2 separate regions of the Drosophila melanogaster genome follow, and region 1 is linked to region 2. Evidence: chromatin contacts called from public Hi-C data. All regions are on one chromosome and are shown on one strand. Each heading gives the region's core, a stretch centred on a gene start, on an enhancer-like site or on the middle of the called end of the contact. The rest is flanking DNA. Distances are from core to core; before and after follow the strand shown.

What was found. Hi-C and Micro-C count contacts between places; a contact is called where the count stands out from the background.
Region 1: a Hi-C map of the S2 cell line shows a contact between it and region 2, with 4 times the contacts expected there. The contact joins the promoter of Rbf here to the promoter of CG3176 in region 2. A contact is called at or near these places in 13 of 107 Hi-C or Micro-C datasets (the D17-c3 cell line, the Kc167 cell line, the ML-DmBG3-c2 cell line and 7 more).

The regions. Positions count from the first base shown.
Region 1 is chrX:800,076-803,131 of dm6, reverse strand. Rbf (Retinoblastoma-family protein) reads left to right here and starts at 1,653. Exons shown (of 8, transcript NM_080297.3): 1 at 1,653-2,535; 2 at 2,615-2,754; 3 at 2,816-3,004. The coding sequence starts at 2,347. CG13359 reads left to right here. Exons shown (of 1, transcript NM_130505.3): 1 at 1-1,463. The coding sequence ends at 1,187.
Region 2 is chrX:480,566-483,497 of dm6, reverse strand. CG3176 reads right to left here and starts at 1,636. Exons shown (of 2, transcript NM_001272167.1): 1 at 1,501-1,636; 2 at 730-1,380. The coding sequence starts at 1,366. The coding sequence ends at 1,061. CG18273 reads left to right here. Exons shown (of 6, transcript NM_130487.4): 5 at 1-230; 6 at 453-721. The coding sequence ends at 614. It also overlaps the pseudogene CR18166.

The DNA of each region.
Region 1 (3,056 bases), core at 404-2,903, 320 kb before region 2:
GGCGAGACAAGTTCATGGACATTTGCCAGAAACAAGTAATGACGAGTCAGGGCTGCTTGGCGTCAGAGGGAACACCAATCCCCGCCGACCTGGAGGTCACTTGGCAGAGTCATAGCATCATTGACTGCCTTGCTCTCCGCAAGGTGCGTGCAGAGATGAATTTAGCTGATCAGAAGGCGGCCAAGAATCTTGTGGATCGCGTTGAGGTGCACCACAAGACTTTGCAGACGGAGGAGGCGGAGCGAAGGAAATTGATTATTGACAAGGCAAATTCTGCGAGGAACTTGACTATTGACAAGGCAAACTCTGCGAGGATCTTGGCTATTGACAAGGCAACCTCCGCTAGGAAATTGACTATTGACAACTCAACCTCCGCGGGGACATTGACTATAGACAAGGCAACCAACGCGAGGAAATTGACTATTGACAAGGGAACCTCCGCGAGGAAATTGACTATTGACAAGGCAACCTCCGCGAGGAAATTGACTATTGACAAGGCAACCTCCGCGAGGAAAATGACTATTGACAAGGCAAAATCCACGAGGAACTTGACCATTGACAATGCAACCTCCGCGAGGAAATTGACTATTGAGAAGGCAACCTCCGCGAGGAAAATGACTATTGACAAGGCAAAATCCACGAGGAACTTGACCATTGACAATGCAACCTCCGCGAGGAAATTGACTATTGAGAAGGCAACCTCCGCGAGACGTTTCTCTAGACCAAAAAGATATGTCAGCGGGTATATTTCCAAAAGAAAATCGATCGGAAAAACGGAGTCTTTGTCGCGCGGTGCATACATCCCCGATCCTGAGCTCAACCGCGCGATAGCCAAGTACGGTGTGTCTGCTAGTCAACCGTTCAAAAGACAGCATTGCCTTGTGCTGGAGAAGCATCCCGACAGAACCCAGATCCCGAACTCCAGAACCAACACCAGTGGCTGTAAGTCCGACGGCTCTTCAACACCCATTTGGAGAAGTGCTAGAACTGGTGCGGATCAGAATACGCAGGCAGAGAGTTCTGACTCTTTCAATTCCTCCAATTCCTTCGAGAGCTCCAGTCTGGCCAGCGATTCTCAAGAAAACCACGAGCTGTCCACGGCGGCAGGTCTGACGGCGGCCTTTATGCGGCGACACATGCTATTCCACCTCCTGGCCAGGAGGTTCAGAAGACGGTATCTACGTTAGCCACGTCGTAGCTCGGGTCGTATGTGCTGCGACAGCAAGTTCTCTAAATTGTATAGTGTATATGTATGTATGTTAGTAGCTGAATCGCGAAGAATTCCCGCGAATTTCCATAAAGTTCAAAGCAGTATTTAAATTTGCGGCTATCGATTACAACTAGCTATATCGCCGATGTGCAATGCTCTTGAACGCTAACCAACACTGTCAGTTTACCGCACACATGCAAATAGCATTGTGCATTGCAAATAAATTATATGTGTACACATATTTTTGTCAATTATTTCGTTCTAATTCATTTTAGGGTCCCCCAATTTAGGTATGTATGCAACACGACATACTGCTTGCAGTCACTGCATAACTCGCCAAGCACTGTAGTAATACCACCCCACCACGTTTAAACTGGCCGAATGCGCGCGTCGGTGTGACCGCATGGCTTTGCTGGCGAAATACCGGCCGCCCAACTAAAAATCCATTAACTTGTATTAACGTGTCAGACTCTGACTATGCAATCGCAATTGCAAAATCTTTAAGTAGTGGCAATAAATTAGTTTTCCTTCTGCACAAGTCCATCCCTAGGGCCACATCGTCCGCGCAGCCCTAGAAGTGGATAGTTCGAACGCGGAGTGGATCACACGCACCTGCCCGCCGCAACTAGTCAAGTTTCCCGCGTTTTCCATGGCGATTAAGTTGTGAAATAGTTATTTTGTTAATGTGTTTTAACCAACAACCGTGGCCGTGGTGTGGTCCTGGCTAATCGCAGCATCCCAGCGCTGTTTGTTCTGTCCCCTCGCCTGCTCTTTTGTTGTGTTCCTCAGAAAAGGGTGTATCGCGAACACACACACACGCGACAAACACTCGCACACAAACACACACGCCCAAATCATTTCGGCGGGAAACTTCATTATTTCTGTAATTAAGTGTAAGCTCTCGCAGTTACATGTCCGCGAGGAGCGCGGCGGCAAGCGCAGCATACACCGGCAGCCACTAGGCGCCAGGCCACTAGACGTAAACAGCGGCGCCAGGCCCGCAACGCCCCGGTTAGCCGGCTAGCTCCAATTCAGGCGCCTCCGTCTCCGATTTCCGACTCCAGGCTGTCGCCAGAAGCAGCGGCCGCCGCTGCAAGCATACGCAATCAGCCGGGACAGAGACATCATTCGCAGACATGAGCGAGCCTGACCCGCAGGAACTGGGAGCTGAGGTGGTCAGCGGATTGGTGGCGACCAGCGACGACCGCCTGGAGATGATCAACGCCGAGTACACGAACCTATGCCGGGATCTAAACATGGATCGGCAGACAGAGCTGCAGGGCTACGAGACGTACTTAGAGGTGTCCCAGAGGTGCTCCATGGAGGTGAGCTTCGAAGTGGCAGCAGTAGCCTCCAACCTAACGTCCTTTCTTTCATTCTTTCTGTGCATTGCCTGCCTAAAAGGGCACAGCCAGCCACTGGATGTGCTGCGCCATTTACACGGCCTGCCGAAGAACCAGCACACCCACGGTGACTGGCCAGAATGCAGTGGTCAAGGGTAATTGTGTGTCCTTAAACAATTTGCTGCGCTGCTGCAAGATGAGGTGGGTTGCCGTTTATGCCTGCAGTTTCACACCTAACCATTTCCACAATCCCCACCCACAGCATCTACGAGTTCAAGACCAAAATTAAGCAGTGGTGCGACATGGCCAACCTGCCTCAGGAGTTTGTCAACGAGATTGAGGATCTGGACCGCAAGTTCAGCATTACATTCATGCTGCACAAGCGTTTCCGCATTATTATGGACATGATCTTCTCGTGCCCGCCCAACGAGAAGAAGCACTCCAAGTACATGTGCGTATATCATCATGTCAGCCTGACCCCGTGTATATAAAAAGCTTCCCTC
Region 2 (2,932 bases), core at 387-2,886:
AGGATCTCATCCAGGCCGTCGTTGGCTATCGGGCGGAAAGAAAGCAGACACAGGACATAAGTGAAACGGAGCTGGATGGTTTGGCGGACTTGGGTCTGAAACTGGCTACTGTAATGGCCACAGTGCGCGCCACGCAGGCACTGGCCGTGAAGAGAGTCGCACCCTTCCTGCTTATCTTCACCATTCGCCAAATGGTAGCAACCGAAAGGCCCACGACGCTGTTCGAAAAGGTGTGTTTTACGTTAAGGGAACGCCATTGGCCAAGTCGAAGTCAAAATTCAAGTTTCGCAGCATTCCGAAGAATAGATCAACGATTTTTGTTTCGTGTTAAGAAGTATATGGTTCTATATTCTTTAAGGAGTAATAATTGCCATTTTTTTATTCTATGCGTCCACGTAGTATATATATTTTTATAGTGGGCTTACTTTGACTAATAATACGATTTTCCCCAGATCAAGGTCCACATAGTGCGCGTGTGCCATGAACTGATCGGTATTTGCGATCACCGTGCCGGACACTTCATCCTACGCTCCAGCAATGAGGCCGGCGCCAGGATGTACGAAGGATTGGTGAAGGATCACGAGAAGTACCACAAATTTAGGGGCAAGGTGTAGGTAGAGACAAGGAACGAGTACACCTGTAAATTTTTTTTTATATTTATATGAAATACCAACTCTTTAAATATAGAAATATAAAAATGATTGAGTTGTCCAAAATTTGTACTGCTTCAGAACTTAAAATTTAACAAGCACTGTGACCTTGCTGAGTGCTTGTTTGTGTGAAGCCGAACATCTGGCAGTACTCGCACAGCGCTAACGAAGAATAGATCAAAGATTTTTGCCTAATGTTAAATACTATATAGCTCTATATTCTTTAAAACGTAATACATTTGACATTTGCTTGATTGTTTGATGCCCTAGCTGAGGAACATCTGGCAGTGCTCGCACAGCGGATCCTCCTCTTCTTCAATTCGATTACCACTGGAAATAAGATGATGGTCGATTGATTTTTAAACTAACGGGTTTCCCTAGGGGGATGCTTCTTCCTTCTGGGACTTAACTCACAATAAAGTCACGCAGTTGCGGCAAATAAACTTGGCGCACTCGCCGCAGGAGTAGCCACACTCCTCGCAGAGATCCATCACGCAGTTGACGCATATGTCGTGGATGAGTGTTGGGAGCTGGCAGCAGCGCGATTTCAGGGGCGGATTCGACAAGTCGATGGAATGGTTGCGCAGAATGATGGAACCATCGCCCAGCAGATAGTACTGCTCGCATAGGGCGGGCTCCTCCTGGCCTGGCCCCAATGGATTCAGGGTATTCTGGCCCTGACCTTGCCCATTGCCGGTTTCGCCATCGAAAAGCATTTTGATTGTCTTCTCTGCAAAATAAATAGCAAAACGGAGATTTCCAGTTCAGGGTTAGACACCTCAAGGACGCCGCTCTTCCATCAGCTTCGATGGAACGTGACATATAACAGCAAAAAAAAAAGAATATTTACTTGATTTGTTTGAGGTCAGCGAGAAGTGCAATCAGAACCCTTAAAATTTCCAAATTGCAATGACAGTAAAATAGTGAGACCGATCGCGGGAAACAAGCTGACTTGACCCCATTCAAAATGCCAAAATCAGTAAATCACAAAATCGATTAATTTGCCAATCGATTCTTACTTGCAATTGCGAATTTCTGAACACTGTAGCAGTTTATTGCCAATCTCTTCGTGGGGTTATCCCCGTAAATTTGTGGTCGCTGCTTTGCTCCATTTTTTGTTCTCGTGTTTAACGGTTTAAACTGAACTCATCTTTGCATTGAGCAACAACAAGCCCGACATAACTGCACTCTGAGCGGCGCTTCCTCTCCGATCTACCACCCGCTCCATTACAGGAAGTAGGAGTAGGTGAGTTGGTGCAAGTGGGACAATGCTTTACATACCAAGGACCCTCTTCATCTTTCGTGGTCCGCGGGGGTCGCCCATTTCTGTTCAAGATTGTCTGCCCATGGTTCTCAGCTCTGAGCTGCTCCAGGATGCCCTGCGGTCCAGCAACAAGCTTCTATTCGAATGCTATGGCAGCCTGATCAGATGCTATCAGGAGTGCGTTGAACTTCGCAAGGATAACAAGGATCGGACTAAGAGCCAAGACTACTGGGATGCAGAGTTTGTAGGTTCTGTGATCAAGCAGCTGGCAGAGATGGTTCGCCGCTCTCAGGAGCCTGAAAAGCTGTTAGAAGAGAACAATTCGAAAACTGTTCGTCCTCTTGTCACTCGGTGGGTGCTTTTCGTGTTTATAAGTATTGAACAAACCAAACAACAATGTTGCTATATTTTTAGTTGAACTATCGCGATGCTAATGCGACACGCTTGCTGAATGTGGCGCTCACCCATCGTCAACGTTTGCATTTGGATCCGGATGAGATAGAGTTCGTGCTAAGCAGCTATTGGAGGCAATTGAATACAGACATTGAGGTGGGCGACACATTTGCCAGTTCAGCACTGGATTGTCTGGAGCCGGCCATTAAGCTGATCCTTGGCTATAAGACTAACGAGGATTTCCTACTGCTCCTGCGCCGTCTCTCCTCACAAGTGGAGTAAGTGGCACGCCCTGCGTCGCAAACGCAGCACATGGCGCTCCAAAATGTGCTAACCCTTTTGGCTCTCTTTGCCAAATGCTCGTTGAGCAGCGTGAAGGGAGCGGTGAGTCTTCCCCAGTACCTTATTCTCGTTCCATAATGTTCTCTTTAGATGCTTAATGACCATTTCAACCGGAACCCAAAGACTTGGCATATTCTGGTCATGCCCTATGACTCCTAGAGGCCCAGCGCAATCTGGCTGGGAATCGTACGGTCCCTCTCACAGGAGAGTCCCTGGATTGCCTTTTTGGCAGCATGTTGGATGTAGACATCAAGCACTTGATCAGCCACGGCGGCAGTTGGCA